2 separate regions of the Hordeum vulgare genome follow, and region 2 is linked to region 1. Evidence: chromatin contacts called from public Hi-C data. All regions are on one chromosome and are shown on one strand. Each heading gives the region's core, a stretch centred on a gene start, on an enhancer-like site or on the middle of the called end of the contact. The rest is flanking DNA. Distances are from core to core; before and after follow the strand shown.

Region 1 (7,187 bases), core at 2,197-4,696:
CTGCTGCATGATGAATGTCATCCAACGAATCGCCGACCCATTGCCTACGAGTTTGTCCCAGTGCTGCTGTTACTTGCTTTGCTCTGCTGCTGTTACTACTGTTGCTGCTACTGTTACTTGCTGTTGCGGTTACTTGTTTTGCTCTGCTGCTGTTACTACTGTTGCTGTTACTGTTACTTGCTGCTACTGTTACTTGCTTTGTCCTGCTGCTGCTGCCACTACTGTTGCTACTATTGTTACTTGATACTGTTGCTACTTGCTACTGCTGTCACTACTGTTGTTCCTTGCCACTACTGTTACTCGTTACACTGCTCCTACCTGCTACAATACTTTTCTGGCGCCATTGATACAACAGTTAGGAATAGTCTGCCGTCAACAGATCGTTTCTGGCACCGTTGTCATCATACTACTTTGCTGTTGATACTTTGCTTGCAGATACTAATCTTTCAGGTGTGGTTGAATCTCACACATTGAGCTGCTAGTACTTGAGAATATTCTTTCACTTCCCGTCGTGCGAACCAACAAATTTGGGTTGAATACTCTACCCTCGAAAACTGCCGCGATCCCACGCGCTGGTGGGCCATTGCAAGACAATTGCTAATTGTTGAGCAACTCGGACAAGCTCTTTTCTGGCTCCGTTGTCGTGGAGGCATCAAGTCAGGAATAGTTGCACGTCAGCAATCACCAACAGTGAGAGAGGGAGGCGGTGGCGGCATCACTCGTAGGTACGGACATGCTTGAGGAGATGTCTCCCCCACCGCGCCTGGCACCCCGCTCCACATCCATCTGAGCACCGAAGCGGATTATGTCGCGCGACACCGTTGGGAGAGAGGAGGATTCGATGACTGGCTGGGCCACGACTACCAAAATGTCGTCCACATGGACGGGCATTTTTCGGCAAGGAAGAACAAGAAAAAGGAGAGGTGCAAGCTCATGTTGGATGCGTAAAAGGAGAGGATGGAATGGGGCCGGACGAGGGCGGAGAAGAGGCTGGAAACTGTGAGGGAGAAGATCGAGTTGGAGACACAAGAGGCGGTGATCAAATGAGAACTTGAGAAGGCCAAGACATTTTGGAGAGATTGAGCTTGAGAAGGAGAGATTGAAACTTGCACGGGACGTCGAAGATGCGAACATCATGTTGGCGAGTGAAATCCTCTTGATGAGCATGCAAAGGAGTGGCTTGCGGATAAGAAGAAGAAGAAGATCAACGAGTGTAGGAAGCACGAGGCGGCAAGGGCGGGATCGGCAACGGATCATGTGGCCAGGATGCATGCAGAGAACACAGTCCGGATGCAGCGGAGCTGTGTGCCCAGGCGGAGCAGGACGAGCATGCGGCTTGGATGGTCGCGTTCGACGAGTGATCCGACAAGCGAGTCATCCATCACACCCGGACATTGATTTTGTTTGGCATGTCCGATTGTTGAACTCTGATTTGGTTTGCTTTGTTTCAAACTGTTGAATTCGGATAATTTATATCAGATGATTGATGTGCATGGATTTAAGAATCGAAATTTGAGGTATGCGGATATGCGGCACAACATATAAGGGGTCGGCGGACGCTGTCCATGGAATTTCCCGGACGCGCCAGCGGGCGTATAGGAGGACGGATTTTTCAAGTCCGAGTGTAGATACTTTTATGAATCTCAAAAGCTTTTTTGGTGTATATGAAACTACACCACTTCCTCTGTCTTGGTTTATAAGACATACGCGTCGTTTTAGGTTAATAATTTAACTGGTTAAGTATGTATTATATTTGATAAAAATATATATTTAGAAAGTACATCCGCTTAAGAATCCAACGACATTTTTTTTATGACATATAACTTATATTTAGTTAGTTAAATCGATGACCTAGGACTACACGTGTGTTCTATATACCGAGAACGGAGGGAGTAAACAATTCTGATATGATCGTCTTTTTTTTCTTGAACATGCATCATTCTTTTTGTTATAAGAGTATGCGGCAACGCGGCATGTCAATGTATGTATCTTTATAGCTAAATGGCATTGTTTCTAACATGACGCCAAGGGATAGAGATCCTGAGAAACCAATGGCAGAGGGGTTTTGCACTCCTGGCACATCAATAAAGATTCGAAACTAGTACATCAACCATGATTACTACAGCTGTATCAACGGATTAGTATTTTATTTCTTGGCATAATTAAGCCTAGGACACAAAGTTGTGAACTACTAAGGCGATGAGCACTAGTATACTTGTAGTAGTAGTATATGGTAGGACAGAAACAATGTGCTAGCGCATACTATGACAAATTGACAATGGGTTAAACCAACCTAAGTAGTTTAAGCCCATCTAATGCATATATAGGGATGTACGCACACGATATTGTCACACGCTCGGTGGACGACTGAAAAGTTCTTAGCAAAACAACGTCAAAGCAGTAAAAAAAATAGGGGTATATTCCTTTGTACGCAAAGCCGTGTCTTGCATCAAACGCGGGAGGTTGCGGAAGACGGGAAGGGCGGAAGCAAATTGCTAGCACTTCTTTCTTTCCGATAGTTTTAGTTATTCAACGCTAATCCTTCCCCGGCATTCGTGAGAGAAAAATATTGAGTGCTAGCACATTTGGCTTTGATAAGCGCGGATTTCTTATTGTCTAAACGAGAGAAGATTGCACAATACGTGACCAAAAAGGTGTTAGAAAGGTTTCCCGATGGATTCGTGGACATGAAGGCCCGCCTACCTGTACCGAACAGCGTATCCCATGTGACAAAACATGGCGGGTGCGCCATCACAGCGGCCATTATGGCTGCATGTTTCTACAATTCTGACAAAACCGTCAACTGTTGTATTGGCCCTTGAGCAATGAGTAGAGCCAGAGGGCGTTCCCAGGGCTTGCTTTCTTGGACCCCATGTCACCATACCGGGGGTCCCATGCAGCAACACATGGCATGGCAGTATCCCTGGCTGCCAGGAAAAAAGTTTATGATGGGCTCCACGGTGGCCCGGGGTCCAGATGGCAAGAGTGAGTATTCTGGGAAAACGGCAAGCGTTGTACGATGCGTAGTTGACCACACTTTGCTTGCAAGGTGTGTGTAGGACGCTCGCAGTAGGGTCGGAGGATAGCCCGATGCGCACACACGTGACTCCCTCCCGCCTTGCCTGGCTCGGTGGCTCCATTTCCGTCTTGCTTTCCTCACCCGGCTTTGTCCCCAAACTACTCTTCCTTGGACCACACCATCGCTGCACACCTCACACGGATCAAGTGCTCGTGTAACGCGGAGTAGTACTACGAAGATATATACAGTACACGCTTTTCTTTTCGCAGTGAAATGAAATGCATATACACGTAGTTGCTCTTACATATACACACGCCAGGAAAATGTGACTGTTGCAACCAGCAACCAGCAACCAGCAAGCTGATGGCGAGCGCCACAGGAGGGGGTCGCTTGAAGGCGTGGAGCAGTGGGTGGACGACGATTGGACCGCAGGGGAAGTCCAATTGCGCCCCTCCATGTGCTGCTCTCCTGGGGGACCAACCATTTTGCGTCTGTGCAAGTTGTTGAAAAAGAAAGCCACTCGACCACAGATCGATGAGCTGATCTAGTAACTGCTTATATAAGCACATTTGATTATCACCATTCACCTTTGTCCTAGTAATGACCCTCTTTCGGAAAAATTACACCGATGAAGAGAAGCTCGGGCATGTGTAATTAAAAACATAAAAAAATACTACCTTCGTCCTAAAATACTTGTCACCGAAATGAAAGTATCTAGATATTTTTTTTTATACATTTGTGTGCAAGTAATTCCGAACGAAAAGAATATATTGTAGTGCGTGTTTTCAAAATTAATAGAATACCCTCATTATATACCAGTCATGTACCTCCTCCGTCCTATACCACAAAAGCGTTTTTATACCTAGTCTTATATTGGACAGACAAAGTAGTATATAAATAATTTAGACAAACCTACCGTTTGTATCACATATACATATGCATTAGACATATTTAAGTGCAAAACTATAATATATGAATTTGAAATAATTAAGTGAAGTTAATCATATTTTTCTTCAGCTTAAAAAATTAACCATCGTTTTCTATGTTAGCAAAATAGTGTTGGCGTCTAATCCAGAACCCAGATTCTTTGTGTGCGTGTGTGTTAAGGGTTGAGTACTATCTCGATGGAAATATCCTAAAGGCTGGACCAAAGAAGGGTTCCTCATATACCTGGCACGGTATTGTCTCGGGAATTCAAACCTTTAACAGGGTATGCATTTCAAGAGTTGGATCTGGAGCTGAAATTAATATTTAGAGCGACGCATGGATTTCATGTGGCCCGAGCAACAAAGTTATAACTCCTAAAGGGAACATCATCCTATCTAAGGTTTATGAGCTCGTTGACCCCAATTTGGTTCGTGGTAATTCGGGACGTTTTTTCACCTATTGATGCTTGATGTGTACTACAAATCCCTTTGAATGTGCATAGCATGGAGGATTTTATAGGATGGAATTACAGAAGACACGGAGCGTTTTTCATATGTTCTACGTATCAACGTGAGTGGGAACAACAACATGGGCAGCGAGGGTACATAATAGATGATCAAAGCGGGGTCAACTTGAATTCAATCTGGAAAGAAGTCTCGATGTTAAGAGTTCTAGGGAAGATAAAAAAAGCATGGAAAATGTTGGATGGAGTTTTACCATGTCATGGGTTCCTTTTGAGACTAGTCATAGTGGGGAGTAACTTAGACTAGTAACATGTAGGGGGAACATATGTCACCACCTCTATAGTGGGGAGTAACATATGTGTGGTGTCATGCAACATTTCATTTATTAGGTTATAGACTCATCTTGTGTTGGTATGTGTGATGTTACTCATAGTGTATGTGTAACTAGCTATGTTACTCAATTTGTTTCTCTTCTCATTAATTAGGTGTGACATCATCTTTTTTTCCTTAGGTGTCATCTATGTGAGGTTGGGGTTTGACATCTAGTTGTTCGTTTGTTAACTGCCTTTATTATAGCGGTTCCCATTGTGTCTTAAAGAGTCCTTGTAGCTTGCTATGACTCGGTGATGCTTCATATATTGTGTGTAGTCCCTTGTACATGATGGCTACTATAAGATCGAACCCGTGCGGACCTTCCCACAAAAATATCAAACGAAATCTTTGTCATTAATATGTTTCTCGCTTGTTTCCTAAGCCTCTTCCTTCATTTTGTTGGAGTATGGTAATTCGAGTTGCTTCAGTGTCAAGTGTTGATTTCATATCTTTCCTAAGCAATGTTCTCATATTTCTATGAGAGTATTAATTCTTTTGCTCAATCAAATTGTCATGTCAAATTATTTCCAACCGGTGTGCTTCTCTTCAAGTTAATTCAATCCTTGGAAGATCCATCCTCATATTTCTTTTCGGAGTTTGTCTCATCTGTCCCAAGTTTTCTTTGTTTTCCCCACACTCCCTCCCTTTTTCTTCAATAATTAAGTTCGCATCCAAGTGCCTTTCTTTTCATTGATGCTTCCACTATATTTTCTTCTGTATTGTATCTGGTGATTTATTGTGAAGATACTTAGGTGTTGAATTCATCATTCTTCGTTCTTGTTTTCTATATGGTTGATTCAATTCAAGTTTTGGTGTTCATCATATACTTTTCATCCTTTAAATGCTTTCTTGTGTTGGAAATTCTTATCCAAACCTCTCTTGTTTATTCATCCCTCTCAATTCTATCCGGAGTGCTAAAGACATCTTAGAAGATTCGTGTTTTCATTCAAGTCCTTTCAAATTATTTTGAGGGTCTCACCTCATCACGTTTTTAGTATTGTACAAGTGCAATCTCTCCTTCTAATCAATCAATTCAACGGTGGTTTCTTTTGAGTGAGCCCATAACCCACGGATTTTGCGAGGATCTTACCTTGTTCTTCTAATCTTTTTCGTAGACCTCAAGTTCTTTTCAAATATGATGTAAGAATGAATTCCATTAGTCATATTCCTTCTTTAAGGTTGCTTTAAAATCATTTTCATCATGGGCTCAACCTTTCTTTATTCATTATCATGGAGTGTATTAGTAATTCTTGGTAGCGTTTCTCGTCATCAATCTCAACTTGAAGACCGAAGAAGAGTTTCTCTTAAATCTTTCTCCGTTCTTTTGAAGATTTGTCTTCTCAGCTTGTAGTGATCCTCTTAAATTGTTTTTGATCATGAGTAATTCCTTCCATATATATTCGGAGAATTTCAGAGTTGTTTTCATTTTCGGTCCTCCAAAGGCCCCCACTTCAGAAGATTTCTTCGTTCTCAGATTTTAGCTTTCATTCAGAAATTCTTCTCAACTCTTGTCTCTTCGTTTGTATCTAACCTCTTTATGGTGCCTTGTTGAAAGTTCCGCTAGATGGATCATGATCTCTTCGTTCTCAAATATTCCATTCATTTTTAATATCCCCATTCGTTCCAGATTCTTACCGGTGTTTTGTTGAAGACTTCTTCAATTTTGTGGTATCTCTCTTCAATCTTTTCAAGAAGAATAAGTCGTATGCCAAATCCGTTGATTGTAATCAACTTAACTTGATGAAGGATAAGCATAACATAATTCTTATTCTTGTTTCATCAAAGTGGTTTGAATCCTTTTCGGAGCAGTTCATGATATCAAATTATCAATTCTAAGTTGTTCATCTTTTGTTCTGTGGACTTTCAAGTTTTTTTGCTCAAGTATCTCGTCCCAAAGCTTCATCCAAATCTTTCAAGGTCATAATCTTATTCTTTTCAACCTTCAATTATTTTTTATCATCCTTTTTTTAGAGAGGTTGCTCTCTTTGATCCATCATCTTGTTTATCAAGATTATGTTCTTTTTCCTTACTTGTCAATGTAACTAGCGTGTTGTGAAATCTTTTCAAGTTCTTTCCACATTATCAAATTTTGCCTCTATTTCCTACCGAAGTGCTGCCCAAATTTCTTTTGAATTCTGTCTTGTTTGGCGTGCCATTCTTCATCTCTTTGGAACCTTCAAGCTATGTTGATTTGACTCGTTTGTCAAACAAGCAACTAAGTCTTACCTCTTCGTTTTACTCTTTCTCTTCCTCTTTTCATTATAAGATCTCGGGTTGAGATCTCGTGTTAGTGGAGCAGAGTGCTAAAAGCCCGAGATCGATGCTCTAGAAGATTCCCTTTTCATATCATTATAGTCGTGTGAATTATTTGATTGTCACATTCATTATCGCATCATGCGCATCAT
Region 2 (7,187 bases), core at 2,195-4,694, 420 kb after region 1:
GTTCCCATGTGTCGAGGGCGCGACGAAAGAGAGACAACGTGCAACGGGCAAACATACGACGCACACATACAGTTAATATCATACATCATTTGCATACGATTCACGACACGTCCAATCGGTATACCTTCGAATCGTGCATATCGGAGCGGATCGGATTGGTGAAGGAGAACAACGATCGTCGTGGTCGTCGTGGAAGTAGTTGTCGTCGTGGTACTCCGGTCTCGTGGACGGTAGTCGTTCGCTTGGCGTTGTGGTTCACGGGACTTCGGCGTCGGTGGTCGAACACGTTTCCGGGGGTCGTCGAGGACGTAGTTGTACACACGATCTTGTCGGTTCCATGAAGGAGGGGATGGCGCACGCGGCGACGGCAAGCGGTAGCACAAGCAAGCAATACCTACTAGCGTGCAAGCTTAGCAGAAACAACAACCAACAGCTACAGCAACTAGCACGCTGCAAGCTTCCTAGCAGTAACTAGCACTAGCATGCATCGGCAGCTACTAGCTAGCAACAAGCACTAACAACATTAGCAAGCAGCAACATACAGCAAAACGGCGGCCTAGCAAGCAGCATCATCTACAGCGTCAAGCACAACAAGCATGCCAAGCATCCATAAGTAGCAGGCTTCAGCAAGGCAACTAGCAAGCCATGGCATGCAGCAGCAAGACACGCAACAGCAATCAGCCACGACAGCGGCTAACAACGACAACAGGTGGCAGCAGCTAAGCAACAACTAGCAGAGCAACTAACTACAGCAACAGCAGCAAAACGCATCGGCAACAGCCAACAACATCATGCGGCAACAGGCTCGGCACCAGCGGCAGGGAACATCAGCTCGGCAGGAGGAGCTCACAAAGAGGAGGAGGACGGGGCCCTCGAGGGCTTGGCAGCAGGGGAGCGGCGGCGGGCGACGCACCGGGTCGAGGCGAGGCGAGCTGGCGCCATGGCGAGGTCGGGCACGCGGCGAGGAGAGCCTCGTCTCCGTTGACATCCGGCAGGGGAGCTCCCTATAGCCGGCGGCGGCAGGCCATGGTGGCGGACGCGCGGAGGAGGGGCTCCGGCAGGGGTCGCGCGAGGGAGAACGGCGAGGAGCAGGTGAGGCCGAGGTCGGGCCATGGCATGGCGGTGTCGGCGAGTGACGGCGGGGCACGGGCGATGGGAGAGCAGAGAGGGTCGGCGCGGCACATGCGCGAGGGAAAGGAGTGGCGGCGCACGGGAGGAAGAACGAGAGACGAGGGACGGGGGGGCTCGGGCTCGTGGCGCTAGGTTAGACCGGGGATGCTTGGGCCTTGGGCCTTGGCCGACTGGCTCCTCTCCCTCTCTCTTGTTTGCTTTTTTTCCTCTTTAAAACAGAAAAACACACACCAAACTAAAATGTTTTAACAAATAAAAAATATATTCTTTCGCTCCTTTAAAACCCTACCCCAAATATAAGAAATAGTTGGGCATTTTTTAAACGAATAAAAAATAAAACATTTTTTAAAGAATAAAATAAAACCCTTTTTACAAGAGAATAAAATAAACCCCTTTTACCAGTAAAATGAGACTCTAGTTTTGAAATAAAACAAAAGGAAAAAAATAAAGGAAACCCACGGGGTTGCCTCCATATTTAATAAAAGTTTTTTTTAAAGACTAACCTTATTTTTAAATAGGGGTTAAAACGGAAACTTTAGCAAAACCACAAAAATGAAACAAGAGGGGAGAGAAGGGGAGTTACTAACGCACTTGAAGCACACACACTCAAAACACCACACACATCAGATGATGCAAGATGCCATGCATGATGCGACGATGCAAACTAAATGATGATGCAACAAATAAAAATAATCACACGACGGAAACGGAAATAAAGGGGGAATCTTCTGGGGCGTCGGCATCAGGCTGTCACACTTGTGCAACCAAGACAATAGAATAATGTTGGACTCAGTATATTTATGTTATTGTATCCTAAAATTCGCATCACATCAAGTTGTATCTTATAATTCGCTGCAAGTTGTATGTTAATTTCAGCAAGTTGTATCTTAATTTGAACATGTTAATTTTTTTCGCCTCGCTTTTCCGTCATTCTTTTCACAGTAAGGTGACAAGATTACATACCATACGCTCGCAACCTTTTAACCAGTGCACCCACTAATCGCCCCGCTCTATAGCTTCAAATAAAAGTATATATTTAAACTGGACCGCGTTCATAATGCATGAACATCGATGATGTGTGTTTAAATATTAAACAGTAAACATCCGCCGACCATTCTGTCAACTGGCTAACACACCATGTTTTAGGGGAAGCCACTTGTATCTTAATGTACTAAATTCACTCAGATCAGCCCCCATCTCATTTGTTTGAAGAGTATTAGGACCGTAGTGAAAACCTAACTTCACTGCATCAAACATCTCTGTTGACCTAAAAAATATTCAACATGGACAAATTTTAACAGAAGGACAAACCTAAATTATTTTCGGATCAACTAAAAATTCGCAGACCTAAATATATTTCCCAAAGCTACAGGAGCACCTAAAAATATTCAAACACCTTAATTCACAGATCTAAATATATCCAAATCTATGGAAGCACCTAAAAATATTTAAACACAATAATTCACAAACCTAAATATATTACACAAAGCTACGGGAACGGACGTTGAATCTCATCCTTGAAGTGTGCGAAGAAACAACGAACGACAATACTGAGAGAAGAACGACGAACGCAGCAGCCTCGACCACCTCCACCTCCACCACCACCTCCACCTCAACCTCCACCTCAACCACCTCCACCTCAACCACCTCCAGTACCACCACCAAAATGGTCAACACCATCACCACGAACTACCCCATCGCGAGATTGACGGTTCCTTTGACTCTCCTAACCATCTAGAATTCAACTACGATGGAAAATGAGGAAGAAATCAACTCACATTTTGTGTGTAAATCATAGTGTTTCCGGGTAGAGAGAGAAGCAAAGAGGAGGAGAGAAAACAAAGGAATGAAGGAGGAAGAAGGGGGGAGCGGGGCGACAGAGGCCTACCCGCCTCCTGTCGTCTTGGTGAGGCCGATTGGCCTTGTCGGCCACTAGTAGGCCGACTGCCTAGCCACCAGGCTGAATGGCCGGTCGTGAAATGGCCGAGCCAATCATCGGCTCCCATGTGGCTGATTAGCCACTAATCGGCTACGCCGTGGCTGACTAGATCCTTTTGTCCAGAGCAACGGCCAAGGCCGTATATTTTTGCAATTTTTTGAAATTGCATATCATTTGTGTAATTAAATAAAAATGCATTATTTTAAAAAATTAGCGATAATGTGGACCAATGAACGGGTGAACTCGTTTTTTTTAGAGAAACGCAGGAAACACAGGGAGTTAGCTGATGGGCCGGCCCAGCACGCGGGCAGCACGACAGCCAAAAAAAAACCGAGCGAGGGGTCGTCCCCTCTCGCTACCAGCGAGAAATAGACGAACCCGAGATTTCCTCTCCGGTCGTCCTCCCGACAAGTCCGTCCCGGGCCGCGAAATCTCAAAACCCTAGCCACGACGCGCTCCCCTCCCGACCTCCCTCGCCGTTCCCAGACTCTGCCGCGCAGCGTGACCCCCCGGGCTCTGTTGGTACCACACGGGGTACCAGCAGAGGAGAGGACTAGGGTGCCCTAGCTGAAGCGGCCGCCATGGCGTCGTCTGTGCTGGAGGCCACGCGGGCGGCGCACGAGGACCTCGAGCGGTTGGAGCGCCTGGCGGTGCGCGAGCTTCAGCGCGAACCCGCCAACGCGCGCGACCGCCTCTTCCAGTCCCACCGCGTCCGTCACATGCTCGATCTCGTCGTCTCCACTTCCGACAAGCTGGTACGCCTCTCCTCCTCCTCCGCCTGTCTCTCTAGGGTTTCGCGCCTGATGTAGTGTCTGTAGCTTTCGTGTAGTGCTTGTCTGCCGTGGCCAGAGCTTGGCCGCGTTGCATCTATGCTTTCTGTCGGTTAGGATTGGTTTTGTTCCATGTCACTTGCGATATCTTGAATTGAGGTGCCTAGGGTTGCCTGTGTGTTAGCTCCACCTGTTATGGTTTGGCGTTGGTCGACCCGTGCTAATTCTGGGGAATCCCGAACTCGAGCTAGATAAATTGATTTTTCGGCTTTATATTTTTTATACTCCCTCCGTTCACTATTATAAGTCGTTTCAGACAACTGAAATTGAGCTATTTTGCACGCTGTCTGTAGTATAGGATATATATATATGGGCAAGCGTAGATAAAATCACTGGATTATCTTTTGACTTTTATTTTCGTGCTGTTATTTCCCCGTTTTTGTTGTTCTAGGAATCGTCTGTTTTTCTTTCTAAGGAGATTTTGGCTAATACGACTTTCTTAATCAGGTGGAAATCTATGAAGACAAGGACGGTGCTAGGAAGGATGAGATGTCCACCCATCTTACCGCGCCGGTGCAAATTGACATCTTCCCCAAGTACTATGAAAGGCTGAAAGAGGTAAATAATCAACTTTAGCCCGTCTGACTCTGACCAAGAATCACTTGAGCACTCCATGGAACCAGACAGTTGAAATTGGCAAAAAGCTAGACAGACGGTGGATGCTGCAGTTCATGCACTGACAAAAACATTCCATACTATTGTTGTTTAGTTGGTAGTTCTTTCTAATAATTTGATCCTGGACTATCCCACCAAAATTTGGATGGTAGGAAACCAAATTATTCAGTGACTTTCTAGATTTTCTTAACGACATAAAAAAGCCAAATAATAAGATTAGAGCATGTTTTATAGCATCCTACTTGGAAATTACACTACTTACGTACTGGTTAATTTTCTGGTTATGTTATCCTGCACATCATCTCAACCATGACCCTCTGGTCGACACACGTGATGCAGATCAGAACTGGGTGTTATTGGAAAACTTGAGCTTATACTATTTCTTGAGTGGTGATTATTCTTTCATTTACAGTTTGTTGCATGCCTGCAGATTCGTGATTACCATAGAAGGAATCAATCTGCCCGCTTCGTCAGTGAAAGTGATGATTATGAGGAGCTACTAAAGGAGGAACCGACTATTGAATTCACTGGCGAGGTACTGTCCCGTATAATTTTCACTTAAGTAACCCTGCTTGAGATGATTTGTGCAATTGTTTAATCCTAAGCCATGTTGTGGTTTATCTGATTTTCTTTACCTGCGTACAGTTTTCTTGAGTTCTTTACTTGCATACAGTTATCTTGACTATCTACAGATATGCTAGTTTTTTGTAGTATATACATAGCTATGTTTATATATTCCTTTTTTGAGAAGTGAAATTCATGGCAACCTCATCTAGACGCCTTTATCTAAATTGTCTAGTACTGCTTTGCGCTGCCATACTTCGCTGATTACAATAACTGCCAAAATTGGTGTAAATCATCAATAAAGTCTGTCTGCTAGGAACTACTTAGCTGATTATATTAAGTGCCAAAGTTAAGGTAAATCATCAATAAAGTATGCCTGCTAAGAACATTGTAGTGTCCAGTAGCACCCTTGTTTTCCTTTTTACTGCAGCAGTCTTGAACTCGAGGATATCTCTATTGTGATACGTGTATTTTAATTTCTGCAGGGTTATTTGATTCCTCTTGTAGGATCACGGTGCTATGCATGGTAAGATTTAGGTTAATGACAAGATACTAGATGGAGCATGATAACTTGAGAACCAATCACTGCTCATTTATTGTTAGTATGTGCATTATCGTGTAGTTCTAATCCACATTGAATGTTCATCCCATTGGCGCTGTTTATGTTTATATGCTGTTCTGATCGCAGTCACTTTTAAGTTTGCTAATGTTCTTGCTTTGTGTTTTGATAGGAAGCATTTGGCCGGTACTTGGACTTACATGAGCTCTATAACGAGTTCATAAATTCAAAGTTTGGATCACTATTGGAATACTCAGCATACGTTGGCACTTTTGCTCAGACTGAAAAAATTGCACATAATCTGAAAGCTACCAGGTATGTTATCAGCATATTCTCTAAGACCGAGTACATATCTCCTGGCAAGAGCTTATCTAAAAATGCAATTCTACATCCATCTTAGATATATTTCCCTTAATTTCTTCTTGTGTTGGTTAGAACTAGGAAGGCCAATTCCTGACCAAATGGGACCCCAAAAGGCATACCTTCCCAGCCAATCCAGCTTGATTGGTATTCGGTATCGTAGCAACAAAATAATCGCGTAATGGATGCCATAAACCAAGGAAATGGGAACCCGAAAATCTGTAGCATGCAGTAACAACCCTGTCGAATACGAGTGCCCACGATGAAAAGCTCATGGCATGAAGTAAACATTAGCCCCGTTCACCCAATTTCCAGGTGCATCCCACTTGGTGGCAACTCCCAGGTCTAAAACATGAACTGGAATTGGTAAATGCAATGGACAAGCAAGAGTAGTCTGGTTCATTTGCCCTGGTGCCCCTTTGTGGGTGGCAACTCCCAGGTCTAAACATGAACTGGAATTGGTAAATGCAATGGACAAGCAAGAGTGGTCTGGTTCATTTGCCCTGGTGCCCCTCTGTGGGCTTCAGAGCTGTGCCCAGGGCTCGAGGGATGAACAGTGCTTTTTTTTGGGGGGGGGGGGGGCTAGCACAATAGGTAACAGAAAATTACAATTCATGGGTAAGCAACAAATTATTTCAGTAGAGAGATTTACGGTATAGTTAGTGTGAATTCTGGAACAACATGGCTACTTTATAACAAATGACAGAGGAGGCTAATCAATCAGCACCTTTACAAATGATACGGTTAGTGTCGACACTCTGAGAAGTAGGTGAGTAATGAAGGCATGAATCAGTAGGCAGTAACCACTGCCCCTGCCTTGGGTACACATGGGAAACAAACTGTTACTGTTGGGCCTATGAAGCAGAACTATAAAAGCAGCCAGTGCATCAAACAAAAACTAGAACGCAACTAGTCCCATTGGACACTGCTCTCTGTGCACACAGGAAGGAGGCTGCTCTCCTTCCCTCACATTCTCACCCACTGCCTCTTTCCATCGAAACCTCCTTCACATTAACTTGCGCCAATGATGTTCCCCACACTAGGCGGGATCACCCTTGTACCTCAAGCTCCAGCCAAGCCTACTACCTCCTTGCTGGATGCCACTCCCGATGGCATTGCCACACCACTTCTTCATCCTGATGTGCTTGATACCAGATTGATAGTTTTTTATCAGGTCAGGATTAGTCAT

The links. Hi-C and Micro-C count contacts between places; a contact is called where the count stands out from the background.
Region 2: a contact with region 1 is called in a Hi-C map of seedling, with 2.2 times the contacts expected there. The contact joins the promoter of LOC123444123 here to the enhancer-like site in region 1. A contact is called at or near these places in 2 of 6 Hi-C or Micro-C datasets (leaf and seedling).

Annotation. Positions count from the first base shown.
Region 1 is chr3H:434,969,500-434,976,686 of MorexV3_pseudomolecules_assembly, forward strand. No RefSeq gene overlaps it. Among protein-coding and RNA genes, the nearest start is that of LOC123440104, 90 kb to the right of the region's middle. Within about 2 kb of position 3,447, at least 3 of the 3 cell types and tissues checked have open chromatin away from gene starts, as enhancers often do. A contact at or near this core is called in leaf and seedling, where this site is marked.
Region 2 is chr3H:435,390,216-435,397,402 of MorexV3_pseudomolecules_assembly, forward strand. LOC123444123 (splicing factor SF3a60 homolog) reads left to right here and starts at 3,445. Exons shown (of 12, transcript XM_045120741.1): 1 at 3,445-3,825; 2 at 4,348-4,458; 3 at 4,946-5,050; 4 at 5,811-5,953. The coding sequence starts at 3,652.